2 separate regions of the Mus musculus genome follow, and region 1 is linked to region 2. The links are chromatin contacts, called in public HiChIP or PLAC-seq maps. All regions are on one chromosome and are shown on one strand. The core of a region is the stretch at or near the end of the contact, and the rest is flanking DNA. Distances in the headings are between cores, read along the strand shown.

What was found. HiChIP or PLAC-seq counts read pairs in DNA pulled down with a chosen protein or histone mark.
Region 1: an H3K4me3 HiChIP or PLAC-seq map of forebrain shows a contact between it and region 2, with 8 times the contacts expected there. The contact joins the promoter of Snca here to the promoter of Gprin3 in region 2. A contact is called at or near these places in 1 of 39 promoter capture datasets (cranial neural crest) and 1 of 115 datasets of contacts at active chromatin or transcription factors (forebrain).

What each region holds. Positions count from the first base shown.
Region 1 is chr6:60,827,572-60,830,271 of GRCm38.p6, forward strand. It overlaps Snca (synuclein, alpha), which reads right to left and starts at 1,433. Exons shown (of 6, transcript NM_001042451.2): 1 at 1,153-1,433; 2 at 1-56. The coding sequence starts at 30.
Region 2 is chr6:59,425,049-59,427,748 of GRCm38.p6, forward strand. Gprin3 (GPRIN family member 3) reads right to left here and starts at 1,258. Exons shown (of 2, transcript NM_183183.3): 1 at 1,112-1,258.

The sequences.
Region 1 (2,700 bases), core at 183-2,682, 1.4 Mb after region 2:
CTTTGAAAGTCCTTTCATGAACACATCCATGGCTAAAGATGTATTTTTGCTCCACACTAGAGAATACAGAATACATTTTGAATTAGAAAATTTGGGTAAAAAAATAATAATAATAAGGTTTAAAACAGCTAGAGAAAGAAAGGAAATTGAGGGGGAAAAATCAGTATGCCTTCCCCCAAGTCCTGGTGTAAGTGTGATTTCTTGGGTGGGGGGATGTGGGGGTGCTGGGCACAGTGTTGATTGATTGTTGAGTTATGTCACTCAATACTAGGAAAAAGTCATGTCACTTAAGGATGGGATGGATCTAGTTTGATCATTCGACTGCTCTTACATACATATTTCAGAAGAAGAGTTGCAGAAGGGGAGGTGGGCATCCTCTACCCCATCAAGTTCCCAGGGCCCAAAGGTTACATTCAAAGTAAAAAGACTATCTAGAAAAGGAACATGGGAGGTGGGCGTACAGAGATGGAGTGGGGGCAAGAGGATAAAAGACCCAGAGAGGAGTCAGTCTTTGGAGAAGGAAGGGAGGGGAACTGTTTAATCTAGAAGTAGGGAACTGCTTGAAGCCCAGCCTTTCTAATCTTGCAAGACCTTCTGCCCACCACTAGCTCTTTGCCTGCTATCTGCCCAGAGCAGGCGCTGTCCATACACTTGAGCAGTCTCACTTGAGCACCACCCAACCAAGAAGCTCTGTCCTCAGCTGGAATCCTCTAGAAGACCCTGCACCCCATGCTCATTAACCCTTTATCACCTGTTGCCTACTGTCCTCTGCACTTCTATTAATCATGGGCCAAAGGCACCCTTCTTCCTCTACAGAAAGAAGCTGAAATGCCTGGGGTTGGAGCATGAAAGTTGGATGCTCAAATTCCACCCAATGCCCAGCACTAAGCTTCCACCATCCAGCACTCAACATGAAACACCCTAGCGTTTCCGCTTGAAAAAGCAGATGCCACAGGCAACCTGGCCTTTCCCTCGGGCTTTGACAGGATGGAAGGGCATGTCTCCAGCGAAAGGAAAGCCGAGTGATGTACTTTCCACGCACTGGCCCAGTCCCCACCGCCAAAGCAGCTGTAGTTGGTCTTCTCTAGGCGTCCCGGCTCTTTGCTCCGGCTAGCTAAGATCCCCAGAGCTGCCCCATCTACAGGTACTTACCGGCTCCCTAGGCTTCTGAAGAACTCCGATTCTTCCTGTTTTCCCCAATCTAATTTCAATGAAAGAGGCAAGGGCAGGCAGGGGCAGGGGGAACACCTGCTGGTCTCCTGCCGTCTGCTGCCTGCTGCCGGGCGCTCTGGCTCCCTGGCTCCTTCACGTCGCCCCCGCAGCTGATTTGTCAGCGCCTCTCCCCGCCCCTCGCCTGCCTCGTGCCTTCGCTCCTCTTCCTAGGGAGGGGACGGGTTGGTTGGAGGTGCGGTGCGTGAGGGCTGTGGGTATCTGGAGCACATTCCCCCGGATGGAAGGAAGAGAGGACGGCCTGAGCCTCCCCTCGAGTTCAGAGGGCCCTCAGTTTTATCGTGGCTGAACTTGAGCTGGCGCCTCTCCTGCCCCACCCCCCTCCTTCCCTGCCTCAGTCTGTTCCCAGTTCCTCTAGGCGACCCCCTCCTCCAGGACGAGCCCAGATGCCACACCAGAGAGCTGGACCGCCTGAAATGGTCTGTGTGCGGAGCCAGGCAATGGAGAGGGAGCACACACCCTTGGGGTTGCTTTTGTTCACACAGCTTAAGATTTCCATTTGTTTTTACCCCGGAGGAGTCTAAAAGGGTTCTGGGTGCAAAGGGGAGCCGACTAAGGAAGAGTTACAGGTCGAAGAAGCAGGGGGAGGCTCAGCAAATCCTCATTCCCACTCCACTATCACCATTTTCTTTTCCACCAATCAGCGGCTGCCAGACGCTGATTTTTTTTTCCCCATCTGTGGAGCAAGGAATAAATATCCCCCAACCGTCGAAAACCAGCTGCCTCAAGGCTTTTTTGCACTTGAGAAAGTGGCTTACTATAGAGTTACAGGATAGGAAGGTAGCGGCTGTGGGATTCACCCTCTGGGACCATCACAGGCAGTTTCTTCCTTAGTCCCTACTTAATGGCAGATTTTGCACACCTCTTACCTTTCCGACTTCTGGCTGCGTGGAGCTCCAGCGAACAGACTCTTCTTCCAATCCAAGCACACGCGCAGATAGATGCACAGGCTTTGAGACAATTTCTGTGTTACTTAACACGTTCCCACTTCTCTCTGAGATGAGCAGAATACCACTGTTTTATAGCAGAGTGGATTTGAGTGCCAAGCTCCTCCCCCAGCAGAGTGCCTTGCTTTTCCTTTCTTGTATTCTGAACTTGTGTTGGGCACTGGAAGCTAAATCAAGCGTTTACTGTATTAAAAGGGGGGGGGGGTCGTAGGAGGGAATGCTTTCTCTGATCCTTGAAGTCAGTTGACTTCTGAATCCTGAAAAATAAATAAATAAATAAATAAATAAATAAATAAATTGAAGTCTAAAAAAGCATTTGAAACAAGGGACAAGCAGCTTGTTTGGCATGCTATAAAGGAAGGAGGCAGATAAAACCACAAATGCAGAGTACAAGTAATGTGACAGAAATTAACTGTTTAAGCAACGCCTTCAATTCTTATTCCCTTTAAAAATCAACCTTCCTACACACTAGTGGCACATACCATGTTTACTTGAAATTAAAGGAAAAGGTGGCACCTCTGCA
Region 2 (2,700 bases), core at 8-2,507:
GCAAGAGCTGTGTAAATATTTCATGAAGCTAAGCCTTAATCACTCTCTCTCCAAATCTTTCTGGTGGTGTAAACACTTCAGTTTCTTCCAGTCCTGTCATGACCCAGATTCCATGAAAAAAATATAAATAAATAAAATGAAAACATGGACCTACGGATCTCGAACAAAACTGTTGTGAAAACGGAAGGAAGGCAGCAAACACCTTCAGAAAGGTGGTTCCCAGCTGGATGGCTAGCTAAAGCTCCTTTCTTTCCCAACCCCTCTAGGCTTTTGCCTTTCCCCCACCTACTCAGCTGCTCTCACATCATCCCAACCTTGAACTGCCTACATGCAACCAGTGACCTCGCTTAACACCCCTTCAAAAGCCCTTGAACTCTGATGTGCCTAGGCTGCCTTTCCTCCACCTCAATCTACTTTCCAGTGTCTAAGACTCCTCTTTCCACTTCCCTGTTGCTGTGTACTAGAAGAACATGTCAGGCCTTTGTCATAATGTACCCGGAGACAGGTTTACCACTTCTACTTGCTACCATGATTGAATGTGGTTCCAAAGTTCACCTCTAGACACTGAACATGCTCTACAATGACTTCCCTTTATCATCCTCAGTCGACCTTCCTCGTCTCTCCCTTCCGACCTCATGAAGAAATATACATGCAAATGTATTAATAAATACACACACATACACACATATAATCGAGCATATTGAATACGACTAAGTTTTTACCTTACAGCAAATAATCATAGGAAAATAATAAAGAAGGCAATCACACACACACACCCTTCTTCGAGTATTCGTTGTGTGCATATCTTACTGATTAGGATTTCTAGCTCAGAAGCAGCAAGCGGCTTCTCTTTTTTTTCTTTTTACCTTTGGGTCAGAGCTTAAGGGAGTAATAACCTTGCAGAGATATACATCACCTGCAGGGCGCACAGCCCCTCCTGAGGAGCAGGGTGGCAGCAGCGGCTGGGGACCATAAGCAACAGGCAAAAGATCCACGAACAAATGTGGGACCTAATTCCTCCTTCACCAGCACAGGGACATTGCCAGGCTCCGGTCTCCAAGGCTGGCCACTGGGCCAGGTGGCCGCGGGGGCGGCTCCTTTCCGGGCTTACCTGCTCCGGTGGGGTGTCCCCCGCTGGGCCGCTGTCTGCGCGGTGCTGGGCTTCTAGTCGATTCCCAGCCCTGGCTCTGCCACACTGCTGCTGGGTGACTTGAGCAGTCCCCTGCAGCCAGGAGCCAGCTCTGCGCGATCAGGAACTGAGATTACTATGCCAAGAGCTGAGGCGGCGCTGCAGCGGGGCGGAGACCAGCAGCTTCTACGCTGGGCGGTGAGCCAGCAAGGAGGTGGAGTTCACGTGCGGGCAGATCCACGCCAGCTAGGCGCGCCCCTCCGCTGTGACCAGGCCCCAGTGGCTGAGTCCCGCCTGCACCCAGACAGGCAGCAGCCTCCCTGCGAGCTCCTACCCAGCCAGCCCTCGAGGCCCACAGCTCAGGGAGCCTAGCGCCCTGGGGGAGCTTAGGGGACTGGCTGACTGTGCCTCTGGTGCAAGGGAACCAGTGACAGATGGAAAGTTAAGATGGAGATTAGGGAAAAGGGCTGGGGACCCAGAGAGACTCAGCAGGAAGTCTGGCCCTCACTCCCTCTAGCAATTCACTATTCACTCTGTCTCTGTATAGAGTAGGTGGCTCCTCACAAAGTCTTGTGCAATGATATGAAAGCAAGCAGACAACAGGCGTTTACTATGTTGTGAAATGGACAATGTATTAAGTATTTAGAGTTGTCACTGCAAAATGTTCCGGTCCCTCTCCTGCATTACTAACTCCAAGAGTGTAGATGGCTTTGGAGACAGCCCCTTTGAGCTGCTGCTGCAACACTGTGAAGTCTACTGAGCTGCTGTAGATGGTGCTAAACAACACCACAAGAACTATTATAACTGAGTATTTGTTTGCAAAAATTGCAGCTATAATTCACACAACTACTTATTAAGGGGGTGTTACTCCTTTTTTTTAGAAACTGCTTGAGAGTGGGGTAGTAAGCAGCCTGGCTGGCATTCAAACCTCTCAGAGATATCATCTTTCAGCTACAACTCAGGGCTTACCTAGGGATTCTGTTGAGATGATGTTTGTATCAGAGCCCAAGGATCAGAGTTTTTGTTTGTTTGTTTGCTTGCTTGTTTGTTTTTAACAGATTCCCACCCAGGTCGTGCTGAACAGTCTCAGTCCTTAGGCCAGGGAGTTTAAATATGTTTCTTTGGTGTTGGTTGTAGCTACTTCCTAAAGGTGGATTAAGACAGATTTTCAGAAGTTATATATTCTCTCTTTAGCAAAGAAGTGGGAAGCAGTTCTCAAGGTTCCCTTTGGTTGAAGGAAGAAAGAAATGAAAAGGTTGCCAGTAGCCCTAGGTCATCCCTGAAATAGCTTTCTCAGAGGAGCGGCTGGAGTGTAAGAGCTGTTTCCAGGTTCTTTGCCTCTTAACCAAAGAGCTCAAAGTAAGGGCTCATACTGATTTGTAAACAGAACAAGATGACTTTGTGTGGAAGGAAGTGGCAGTTTGGAGTCCTAGGGACTACAGCCCAGCAGACCACATGAGTGAGTGTACCTAAGTCTAATTAGTGTTTGAGACTCCCTATATTAGGTTCAATAGAAGAAAGATCTGGTAACAAGGGGCAGGACTTGGGTGTCTATTTGATTGATAAATAGG